3 separate regions of the Sus scrofa genome follow, and regions 2 and 3 are each linked to region 1. Evidence: chromatin contacts called from public HiChIP or PLAC-seq data. All regions are on one chromosome and are shown on one strand. Each heading gives the region's core, a stretch centred on a gene start, on an enhancer-like site or on the middle of the called end of the contact. The rest is flanking DNA. Distances are from core to core; before and after follow the strand shown. Region 1 holds the start of TNFSF13 (TNF superfamily member 13). Region 2 holds the start of NEURL4 (neuralized-like protein 4). Region 3 holds the start of TMEM95 (transmembrane protein 95).

What was found. HiChIP or PLAC-seq counts read pairs in DNA pulled down with a chosen protein or histone mark.
Region 2: an H3K27ac HiChIP or PLAC-seq map of alveolar macrophages shows a contact between it and region 1. The contact joins the promoter of NEURL4 here to the promoter of TNFSF13 in region 1. A contact is called at or near these places in 1 of 5 promoter capture datasets (liver), 1 of 47 Hi-C or Micro-C datasets (skeletal muscle) and 2 of 2 datasets of contacts at active chromatin or transcription factors (alveolar macrophages and skeletal muscle).
Region 3: an H3K27ac HiChIP or PLAC-seq map of alveolar macrophages shows a contact between it and region 1. The contact joins the promoter of TMEM95 here to the promoter of TNFSF13 in region 1. A contact is called at or near these places in 1 of 5 promoter capture datasets (fetal skeletal muscle), 11 of 47 Hi-C or Micro-C datasets (blood, embryonic fibroblasts, epiblast stem cells and 7 more) and 2 of 2 datasets of contacts at active chromatin or transcription factors (alveolar macrophages and skeletal muscle).

Annotation. Positions count from the first base shown.
Region 1 is chr12:52,852,538-52,856,348 of Sscrofa11.1, forward strand. TNFSF13 (TNF superfamily member 13) reads left to right here and starts at 1,706. Exons shown (of 6, transcript NM_001112690.1): 1 at 1,706-2,215; 2 at 2,540-2,624; 3 at 2,765-2,812; 4 at 2,944-3,062; 5 at 3,279-3,417; 6 at 3,615-3,811. The coding sequence starts at 1,961. The coding sequence ends at 3,724. TNFSF12 (TNF superfamily member 12) reads left to right here. Exons shown (of 7, transcript NM_001112691.1): 7 at 101-790. The coding sequence ends at 352.
Region 2 is chr12:52,677,928-52,681,738 of Sscrofa11.1, forward strand. It overlaps NEURL4 (neuralized-like protein 4), which reads right to left and starts at 2,231. Exons shown (of 30, transcript XM_021067813.1): 1 at 1,968-2,231; 2 at 675-1,071; 3 at 628-672; 4 at 341-406; 5 at 1-196. The coding sequence starts at 2,231.
Region 3 is chr12:52,699,044-52,702,854 of Sscrofa11.1, forward strand. It overlaps TMEM95 (transmembrane protein 95), which reads left to right and starts at 2,076. Exons shown (of 5, transcript XM_021067820.1): 1 at 2,076-2,376; 2 at 2,618-2,674; 3 at 2,825-2,905; 4 at 3,005-3,025; 5 at 3,163-3,811. The coding sequence starts at 2,208. The coding sequence ends at 3,449. KCTD11 (BTB/POZ domain-containing protein KCTD11) reads left to right here. Exons shown (of 1, transcript XM_003358250.5): 1 at 1-1,922. The coding sequence ends at 606.

The DNA of each region.
Region 1 (3,811 bases), core at 456-2,955:
AAGGGGGAGGTTTGTGCTGGGAAGGATGCCGGGCCTCTTGGGAAACCTGAGACAGGGTCAAGGGCAAGCAGAGGCCTGGACTCCGCCCCCGCCCCCCCAGGTGCACTTTGATGAGGGGAAGGCCGTCTACCTGAAGCTGGACTTGCTGGTGGACGACACGCTGGCCCTGCGCTGCCTGGAGGAGTTCTCGGCCACGGCGGCGAGTTCCCTCGGGCCCCAGCTCCGTCTCTGCCAGGTGTCTGGGCTATTGCCCCTGCGGCCGGGGTCCTCCCTGCGGATCCGCACCCTCCCCTGGGCCCACCTCAAGGCTGCCCCCTTCCTCACCTACTTTGGACTCTTCCAAGTTCACTGAGGGGCCCCGGGCTCCCCAGCAGCCGCCCCACCCCGGGCTGCTCCTCCCCAGACCTGCCTCTCCCTCCGTGTAGGCTTCCCCGGGCTGGGCTCGCTCACGTGATGTCACCCAGAGAGTCCCATCGGTCCTGACAACTCCCCCCACCTCTGGCTCTCCCCCCTCACTGGCTCCCAAACCCCCATGTAGCTCCTGGCCGCAGCCCCCAGGACACTGCACTCTGGGTGACATGGGTCCCGAACAGCCGTCTTCAGGCACTAGGAAGGGCCGGAGGCCAGAGAGCCCGGGCCGGGAAGAGGCTGGGAGTTTCCGAATGTCAGAGGGAAGAGCCCGAGACGAGCCCCTCCCCTGATCATTCCCTGTGGATTTTTAAAACAGATATTATTTTTATTATTATTGTGACAAAATGTTGAGAAGTGGAGATTAAAGAGATTAAGCCACGGCCGCTCTTTTTATTGGGGCTGAGGGCGCACCCTCGGGTTAGCCGAGGGCCATGGGAAGGGGGTCCGGGCGGGGGCGGGAGGGGAGCTGGGCACAGGGCACCTCGAATTCTGGGGCGACCCCCAGGCTTGGGAGTGGGGACCTCCGTGCCTCCAAGCCCGAGGCGGGAGCAGAGGAGGCAGAGAGGCGAAAGGCAAAGTGCCAGGAAAAAAATCAGTCCTCTGCCCAAGGTCCAGCAGAGGCAGCCTCATTTACCTAGGAGGCGGGCTTCCTCCCGCGGGGAATCCCTGCGCGCAGGGCCCTTCCTCTTGGCAGCTTCGGACGTGCAGCAGGTGCTGGCACAAGCCCTGGCTGGGACGTGGGGCTCGCTCGAGCAGGCCCGCGCGGGGGCTCGGGGTCGGTCAGCGGGCCGCCGGGGGCCCAGGAATCCGGGAAGCTGCACCCCTGCGTCCAGGGGAGGAATTGTCCAGCAGCAGGGTGCTTGGGGCCAGCTCGTTCTCTCTTTGTCCAGAGCCTTATGTAAGAGCATTTCTCGGGAAACAGGAAGTCCTGCTTGCCAAGTTCAGCACAGGGAGTAGCGCAGGCCTTATTCCAACACACCCGGCCTGGCCTTAACCCCAGAACGCAGCCGGTTGCTTCTTGCTTCCGCGACCCTGGTTTTCCTCCTCACTGACCCCCTCCCCTCCTTTCCCACCTGCCGTCCCTCTTAGCAACCGCCCCGGAGATCTCGCCTGGGCCCTGGCCAGAGGGTCTTCCACGCTCACCCCCTGACCTCCACGCTGCCCAGCTTGCCCCTCCGTTCTGGCTCCTGGCACCATGCCCCACCGCCAACCAACCTTCCCTCCCCCACTTCTGGGGCCGCCCCGGGGTTCCTACGCTCTGGCCGCTCCTCCTGGGTGTCACTGGCAGCCCCGTGCTTCCTAGAGAAACTGACACTAAATTCTCCTGAGGCTGGCGGAGGGTCTCGGGACAACACTGGCCCCGCAGCAGGGTGCCAGGAGCACCAACAGTGCCCTGAGCTTGCTTTCTGCCTCCGTCCTTTTCATTCTCAAGTTCCTTTTTATTTCTCCCTTGCGTAACGCCCTTCTTCCCTTCTGCACCCCCACCCTCCCGGTCACCTCCTTGCCACCCCACTCCTGAGCCCACAGCTGTTGGCAGGGTCCCCAGCTCATGCCAGCCTCATCTCCTTCCTTGCCAGCCCCTAAAGGGCCCCTGGGAGACATGGCCCCCATCCGAGAGCCGGCTCGCTCCGTTGCCCTCTGGTTGAGTTGGGGGGCGGCTCTGGGGGCTGTGGCTTGTGCCATGGTTCTGCTGACCCAACAAACAGAGCTGCAAACCCTAAGGAGAGAGGTGACCCGGCTGCAGAGGACCGGAGGGCCCTCCGAGAAGGGGGAAGGGGATCCATGGCAGAACCTCTGGGAGCAGGTGAGTGAGGGGAGAAGGGAGAAGGGCCGCTGGGAGAGAAGGATGGCTGGCAGGGTGGTCTCCGGGCCTCTTGCAACGTTTGCAATGGGTGTGAGAGAGGGTCCCGGGTTTGGAGGTCAAGGGGACAACCGTTCCAGGAAAGGAAATTGTTAAAGATTAATGCTTCTCGTACCTAACAGATCCTGGAGGACAGCCAGCACCAAGACTCAGGTTGCTGGGGAAAGGTGCAGGAGAGATGGGAGGCCTTCCTGGGCCAGGGGGAGGGCCGGGGGAAAGGCTTTCCGGGACCCCGGCATCTTGGCCTAACCCCGACCCTCTCTGCAGGAACAGAGCCCTGGCGGCGCGGAAGCCTGGGAGAACGGGGAGAGATCCCGGAGAAGGAGAGCCGTGCTCACCCGTAAACAGAAGAGTGAGCCTCTGGGGTGCAGCAGGGGTGGGAGGTGATCAAGCGGCAAGGCGACCCCGAGCCAGCGTGAGGGTGGAGGACTGACAGCCGGGCATCGGGGGGCGGAGGTGGGCACTGCTCAGATCTCCTCCTTCTCTCCTCAGAGAAGCGCTCAGTTCTGCATCTCGTTCCCACTAACATCACCTCCAAGGGTGAGCAGTTTTCAGTAATGGTTTGGGGGGACGGGCGAGATCTAGGAACTGTGGGGCTGGTACCTGGGCCCACGACGAGAAGATGGCTGCGTGCGCCCCCAAATTCTGACTGCCACACTCCTCGCCTCCAGAGGACTCGGATGTGACAGAACTCATGTGGCAACCAGCTCTCAAGCGTGGGAGAGGTCTGGAGGCCCAAGGATACTTTGTTCGAGTCTGGGATGCTGGAGTTTATCTGCTGTACAGCCAGGTAACCCCAAACATACCCTGAGCCCCCCCAAGGGCCTGGAGTGGTGTTCCCCGGGAGTCTTGTCGTGCCCCAGGACTGGGGGGTCCCAACCGCCATTCACACCAAACTTAGGGGGCCCTTCTTCATTCCTCAGCTGCCTTGTCGGGGCTCCTGAGGCCGCCCGGAACTGAGCCACGCCATCCGGTTTTCTTCAACGTCTCCTCCCTTCCCTGCCAGGTCCTGTTTCACGATGTGACTTTCACCATGGGTCAGGTGGTATCTCGGGAGGGCCAGGGAAGGCAGGAGACTCTATTCCGATGTATTCGAAGTATGCCCTCCAACCCCGACTGGGCCTACAATAGCTGCTACAGTGCAGGTGAGAGCATCTGGGCAGTGGAGGGTGGCTCTCCCACCTGCGGGTAGAGGTGGGGATGCTATGGCACGGGCCTGGAGCCTGGCTGGAGAGGAGGATCTGAGCAGTGAAGCAGAAAAGAGGGCCGAGTCGAAGGTGGGAGCGTGAAATCGAGGGCTCTGCATGTGCTTCACTGAGCATCATGTTTCTCCCTTTCTCAGGTGTGTTCCATTTACACCAAGGGGACATTCTGAGTGTTGTGATCCCCCGGGCCAGGGCGAAACTCAGCCTCTCTCCACATGGAACCTTCCTGGGAGTTGTGAAACTGTGATTGTGTTGTAAAGGTGGTTCTGAGCTTGGAAGACCAGGGTGGGTACATTTCGGAGACAGCCAAGAGCCGAGGAGACAAAGGACAGGG
Region 2 (3,811 bases), core at 981-3,480, 170 kb before region 1:
AGTTTGATGAGGGTTCCACACTTCTCATGAAAAAGCAGGGCATCGTTGGAAGTGAGGATGGGCGAGGTGGCAGCACCACTAGGCCCTGGGGCCTCCCCTGCTGGTGGGGAGCTCAGGTTCACGTTCAGGAGCCCCCCGTTGTAGGCAGACAGGATGGCATTGCTCACCACCTCCGAGAGCTCCATGTTGGCAAAGTCTATGGCAGCGAGAGGGAGAAAGGAAGCAGCGATGAGGCTCCTCCCCCTCGGGCTCGCTGTGCTGTCCCTGCCCCTCTCCTGAGGTCCCTCCCTGTCCACCTCACTGCCCGCTCCCCTTCCCAGGGCCTCCCCGGAGCCCTCACCATTATGCGACTCAAGGCTGTTGGGAAACGTCTCCGGCCGGGCCTGCGCTGGGGATACCATGAAGGCTGGGGACCAGGCGGGGTGGGAGGGGAATAAGGGTTTAGCCCCTGCCGCAGGGCCCACAGCCTGGAGACCCCTCCTCTAGCCCCTGCTCTCCCCTTCAGCAGACTCAGGGGCCTGAGTGGCCCTGCCCACAACCCAGCCTCGCCTGTCACTACATCTCCCCCACGCCTTCAGCCAATCCCTCTGCCCCGCCCCTCCACCTCTGCCCTAGCTGTGTTCTCACCTTCATCCCCAGAGGTCCCCTGTTCAGCCAAGGCAGAATCTTCAGGGGGGCGGAGGGCTCGAGGGGAGGTGTGGGGATGGGAGTGGGGGGGCTGAAGCCTGGTTCAGGGGGAAGCACGGTGATCTGGGTGCACTTGCCGTAAAGATCCACGACGGCCCAGACACGAGCGGGCAGGCCCGTGGCGGCCACACCGCAATCCCGCCCGTTCACCCAGAGCCGCAGCTCCCCGGCAACCGTGCGCTCCACGCCCACACGGTCCCCTTCGCCAAGCTGGTCCAGGTCCTGCCCATACTCCTCCAGCACAGAACGTCCATCCCTCAGCACCGAGCAGCCTGACACTACCCACGAGCCCCCCTTCAGCCCCGTGGCGCTGCTTGGGAAGTCCAGCACACTGGGGTCCAGTGCCGTCACCCCAATCTCAATGGAGCCACTCCAGGAGTTGACCTGTGATGGGGTGGTGGACAGAGGCTCAGGATGGGCCAGGAATGGGTGTCTCCCACCACTAGGAAACCACACTTCACAGACCACTGTGCCCCCCTCCACCTCTCAGCCAAGCTAACCGGCTTTTCTCTCTTAGGACAACAGGCATCACCACCCAGAGATCCAGTCCCACAAATAATTTTCTGGACTCTGGTCTCAGGGGACTGTTCAACCCACTGTCCCCTAGCAACTCTGCTCTGTCCTCTAGGACATCATGCCTTTCCCCACCATGCCAGCTAAATACCCTGGCTCCCGCCTGCTGCTCCCTCTAACTTCCCTGGTCTCTGTGGCCTCTCAACTACCAAATCATAGCTCTCCATGCCCACACTCCTTGCTCTCGTGTATAACGCTCTCCCTCCCGACCTAATTCTCTCCGAGGCTCTGGTTGCACTCAAATTCCCTCTCTTCCCAAATCTGCCTCTGTGCGCCTGGCCCTTCACCACATCAGACACATGCACACACACCTCCTTCTCCCTGAGTGTCCTCAACCATCTTTCTGGCCCAATTGGTGAGTCTGTCCTTCAGTGGATGTTCTTTCCTTGCTACCTACATCTCTGACATCTCTCCCTCCTCCGTCTCCCACAAATTTTTCAGGAGGTCTGTTCCCTAGTTGCTATAGTGAGGGGGGCCCGTGTCCCTTCCCTGCTCCAGGATCTTGAGGGAATTCAAGCTTTCCTTGTCTGCTTCTCCTTGAGACATGATTCTGCTTCATGCTCCCTTCCTGCCATCACCTGGTGTCCTGCCCGTCGGTTCCCTCTCGGTACCCGGCGATGTGGGCTACCAAGACTGCCCTCCCTCATCTCCCTCTGGTCCCCTCCCATCACCCTCCATATCTCGGTTCCGCGGCCCCTGCTCCGCACCTTGCGGTCGATGCGGACCGTGAAGACGCGTCCATCGCGCAAGGGTTCCCGGCTCAACACCAGCCCGTGGTTAAACTCCTGGCCCGGCTGCTGCCGCCGCGCTGTACGCCCACAGGCCGACAGGCTCACCAAGCGCCCGGTGCGCGGGTGCAGCTCCCCGGCAGACCCCGGTCCTGAGCCGCTCCCGCCGGGGCCCCCACCCCCACCCGGCCCCGGCCCGGGGCCTCCCCCAGAGCCCCCACTCCCACCCGACCCCGCCGCCATCGCCGCTGACACCGGGGCCGCGCGACAGCCGCGCTTGGCGGCACCGTGGCAACCGCTGTGCACAGACACCCTGAGGGAATAGGACCGGGGGCTGGGGCCAGATATGCTTTACGGCACTGCCGGGCAATGAAGCATCCCGGGCTGGGGAACTAAGGACTACCACGGTGGGAGCAGAAAGGACGACGGGGTCGGGCAGGTTTGCTTTACGGCACGGGCGAGGTGACGGAGTCGCTCCGAGACGGGTGAAGACCGGCAGGGGGCTTTGCGACAGTGGGAGAAACGACTGCCCCAGGCAACTTTACGACGGGGGGGTGGAGCCCAAACACGTTCAGCTTTGCGACAGCGGCACCGACGACCCCGCCTTCGTCGAGGCAGCCAACACCTTGAAGTATTCGTTTTATGGCCAGAGGAGGTGTCTTTCCTTCACGCCGTAGCTACGAAGTTGTGTGACCCGGGGCTGAGGAATCAGACCAGGGCAACCAGTGGCTTTATAATAAAAAATCTCTTGCTATCCACGCCCTGAGACCGGATGTGTCTCCCGACAGTGTCGCGGTTCCTCCGCTTTGTATCACAACTCTTGTGAGCGGCAGAGCGGGCCGGCTTTTGAGGGATAAAAGGCTCGCAGGTGTTTCTAGTCGAACCCATCTTGAACGCAGTCCAACTAAACTTAGATTTTATTTTTTTGCTCTTTAGGGCCGGCACCTGAGGCATATGGAAGTTCCCGGACTAGGCTCCGGGTCCAATCAGAGCTGCAGCTGCCGCCCTGCACCACAACCACAGCAGCAGGGGATCGGAGCCGCCTCTGTGACCTACACCACAGCTCATGGCAATGCCGGACCCTTAGCCCACTGAGCGAGGCCAGGGATCGAACGGGTGTCCTCATGGATCCTAGGCCGGTTTCATTTCCTCTGTGCCACAAGGGGAACTCCCAAACTTAGATTTCTTTTTTTTTTTTTTTTTTTAATCCAGGAGTAGAGTCCAAAGGAATCCCGGCAGGCAGTTTAAAGCAGTGGCCCTGACGGTTCCTGAAGACCCTCCCCACCAAAGCTATTTAAGCCCCCAGCTCAACTCTCCCAAAGCTCAAGCTAAGGTTGGAGGGCTGTGACATCACAATTAGGTTTCTCGCCCCATGACCAGGACCCCTGGCTATGATTGGTTAATTCGGATGAGGGCGGTGATGAGGGAGAAGGGCGGGAACAAATCCCGGAGACAAAGAAAGGTTTTAGGGTGGAACAGAAAGGGAGGGGCACGTAGCGAAGCTCTCAGCCTGAGGTCCCGAGATAGTTTTGACTCCGCCCCCCGCAGCTCCCAGGCGCGCGGGGGGGAGGGGCCTGGGCCCCGCCCAAGGGGCCCGCTCCCGCCGCGGTGGGGGCGGGGCTAGGGGCGGGGCTATGTGGAGCAGGGAGGCGGGGCGGGGTGGCTGAGGGTGGCCCCCTAGTGGGGCCATGGAGAAGCAGGAATCTCTGGGGGCTGCTGGCAGCCTCAAGGGAGCATCCCCTGGAGGGGCAACCAGGGACGCGCTAGGAGGCATCGGAGGAGTCGAAGGAGGCGCCGGGCTGCCCCCCGGAGTAATCATGGTT
Region 3 (3,811 bases), core at 826-3,325, 150 kb before region 1:
GCCTTCCGGCACATCCTCAACTTTCTGCGGCTGGGCCGCCTGGACTTGCCCCGTGGATATGGGGAGACGGCGCTTCTCCGGGCAGAGGCTGACTTTTACCAGATCCGGCCTCTCCTGGATGCCTTGCGGGAACTAGAGGCATCTCGGGGGACCCCGGCACCCACAGCCGCCCTGCTCCACGCAGATGTAGAAAGCAGCCCCCGCCTGGTGCACTTCTCCGCTCGCCGGGGCCCGCACCACTATGAGCTGAGCTCTGTCCAGGTGGACACCTTCCGGGCCAACCTCTTCTGCACCGACCCCGAGTGTCTGGGTGCCATGCGGGCCCGATTTGGTGTGGCCAATGACGACAGGGCGGAGGGAGGCCCACACTTTCGTCTGGAGTGGGCCCCCCGCCCCTCGGAACTCCCGGAAGTGGAGTACCAGAGACTGGGGCTGCAGCCCCTGTGGACTGGGGGGCCAGGAGAGCCACGGGAGGTGGTGGGCACCCCGAGCTTCCTGGAGGAGGTGCTGCGGGTGGCCCTGGAGCACGGCTTCCGTCTCGACTCCGTCTTCCCTGACCCCGAAGATCTGCTCAACTCCCGATCTCTGCGCTTCGTTCGGCACTAAGAACTGAACTGGGAACGCTGCCCTCCGTTTGACCGGGGCGGGGGGGAAGGGGAAAAAGAAGGGGGTGCCAAAAGGGATGAAGGCTCTCCTGAGGCCTCTTCCTGGCTCTGCTTGGGGAGCTGTGAGAGTCAGGAGTCCCACTGCACCTGACTGGAGCCCAGATATGGGCAGCAATCCCCAAACCAGAGCCCACAAGACCAGAGGGTCTGGACTGATGCTAATCCTGGGAGGGGTAGGGAAGCTTCCCTTGGCTGTTTCTCCTCTGAGCCTGGGGACCTCCAGTGTTTCCTTGCTTGGAGCTCGGTATTCAGGGTCTGGAAAGGTGGAGACACTTCTCTTGCAGGGCTGGGCTTATCAGACCTGTGGAGGGACCCTCAGGGTTTGGGGAAAGAGGGTCTTTGGATTGCTTTAATGTGGTCTCCTAGACTGTGACTTCTCCTGGAGCTGGTGGCCTGGCCTGGCCTGGCCTGACCAAGGAGAGGCCAGGACACTCCGACACACGGGAAGGGAGATCCTTTGCCATGTCCCAAGCCACCACTGAGGGAGACAGAAAGGCTACGCCCCACCCTAGGTGGCCACAAGGGAGCTAGGAGAATCCCCATTAACTGTGGGGCTGGAGCATCCTTCCCATCTTAAAAGACCCCATATTGATGGTGGGGCTGCCCAGGGGGGAGGCGGGAGCACGTTCTTGGGTCCTGGCCTGTCTTCCTTCGCTTCAGGCATGTGTACGTGCCTGCCAGCCAGTGGGTCAGATGATGTGTGGGGCCCTCACCTCCTGGCTCCCATCTGTGTTGCTGGAGATGGTGTCTGTGTGCTGGTCTTTCTGCGGGCTCTTCATGTGCAGGCTTGTTCGGGGTTGCCTGGCAACTGTTCTGGCACCAGGTGTGCCAGCACCATGGGTGGAAGCAGACTGAGAATTAGTTTAATCACAGGTGTGCGTGCACACATGTGTCTCACATCACCACGTCGGCAGGAGGAGCCTGCCGGGCCTTGAGTCACTAGGCTCTGCTGCTGAGAAGTGAGAGAAGTCACTGGGGCTCAGCCGGGCCTTGGAGCCCTGTATAGAACTCTCGGTTGCTAGGGCAACCATGAGCCTGTTGCTAGGAGATAGCTGGGGAAGGCCCAAGGCTGTCCAGGGCAGAGAGATGAACAGAGGAGTTTGAGAGAGTGGGGGAGGCTATGGAAAAGGATGGGATTTCTGGGTCCCTGGGGGATGGGATACTCACAAACGACTTCTTCACTGGGGGAGTCGCTTGCTATTTATCACTGGTCACGATTTACAAGAAGACAAATAAAATTGCTTTTAGAACCGCGAACTTGTAAAGGCTGCTGAGGGCCAGGTTGGGGGTACAGCAGAAGCCCTGCTTTCTCTGCCCATCTCCTACTAGAGGTATCTTCTGGTGCCCAGTTCCTTGGGCCCCAGGTTTACCCCCGCCAGGGATGGAGCAGTGGCATTGTTCTGGGATGCTCCAGAACTTCCAACTGTCCCGGAACACTCTAGAACCTCCAGGCAAAGGGCTGTAACCAGGGTCACAGAGCATTCCAAGGCCTTCCCAGCCTAGGTGAGGCCAGCACCCCTCCGGTTCTCCTCCTTGGGCCCCATGTGGATGCTGGTACTGGGTGGGATTTTCCTGGCGGCTGCCGAGGCCTGCATCTTCTGCCGCCTCCCAGATCACGGCTTGTCCGGCCGCCTGCATCAGCTTTGCAGCCAGATGGAGGCCCAGTGGAAGGACTGTGAGGCTTCCTGGAACTTTCCGGCCTTTGCCTTAGGTAAGATCAGACATCCAGGGACGGGTCCAGCAATAGTCACCCCTGTGCCCCAAGGGGGGCAGCACCCAGCTGGCTTCCCAGCTGTGCCACAGCTACCTCCTCCTCCGTCCACAGCCTTTTCTGGACGCACTGGCCACTCCCCCTGGGAGAGCTTCCTGGGACTCTGGGAAAAAGTCAGGAAGGGCCCCAGAAGTTTCTTCTGGGCTGCTGAGCGAATCCCCCGTCCCTCTCATCTCCACAGATGACACGTCCATGAACAAAGTCACGGAGAAGACCCACAGAGTCCTGAGGGTTGTGGGTGAGGTCAAGGGAGAAGGCTCAACCTAGGGACCTGGATTGGCCCCGGAGGAGGGGGCTGGGGAGGCAGGTGGAGACTGTGATGGGGAGACGCTGGGGGAACCGCTCCTGCGGAGGCCCTGGGCACTATAGCTGCTCCCTGCCTCCCCAGAGATCAAAGGGTCTCTCTCCCCACTCCCTGCATATTGGCGGTGGCTTCAAAAGACCAAGCTTCCGGAGTACAACAGGGAAGGTACAGATGCAGGGAGGGATCGAGGGGTGCCTAGGAACCCGGGCAAAGGAGTGTGTGGCTGAGTTTATCGACCCCCACTCTCCTTGCCTCTCATTTCAGCTCTCTGCGCTCCCGCCTGTCGTGAGTAGGAAGGGGAAGGGGTAGCTCCGGCAAGGGGCCTGCGGCGGGGGGGCCCCAAAGGAGGGAGGAAGTGTGGGACTCTGGAAGGGTGGAGCCCAGGCCTCCCCACCCAGCGCTGGTCCCGCTGTCTCCTGCAGGGGGCAGCACCACCCTGTACAACTGCTCCACTTGCGAGGGCTTCGAGGTGCACTGCTGGCCCCGAAAGCGCTGCTTCCCAGGTCCTTACTCCCACCCCTGGCAGCACCCCACCCTGATCTCTGAGCTCTTGGGCTCCCCCAGCTTCAATGCATGTGGTCCCCAGGATCATGCACTGCCTCCCGGGTTCCCTGCAGGAAGTCACGATCTTTGGGAAGCCAGGATTCTGCTCCTCTCTGTCTCGGGAACCGTCCTGCTTCTGGGGTTTCTGAGCCTCTCAGTGGAGTGAGTTGGGGGATAAGGGTCAGAAAGAGCCTCATCGCCTCCAACCCATCCCTTTTGCTCCCCCCCCATCCTTCCTCCCCGCCCCCGGCCCTCCCCTTCCCTTCCCAGGGCTCCCACACTCTCATCTCTCAGGTACAGACACTTCCAAGCAAAAAGTGAGCTGTGAAGACGAGGACAGACCCTAGCCTCTGGTTCTAAGGCACATGTGCCCACAGAGTCCACTTGTCTCGTGGGGAAGAAACATCTAGCCCCTTAGTTCCAGCCCCAGCGGTTCAGTCTTCCAGACCCTGATACCCGGACGTTCCCAAGATCCCAGCTTCAGATGGCCTCCAGGGACCCAGGCACCCACAGCTGGAGAGTGCCTCG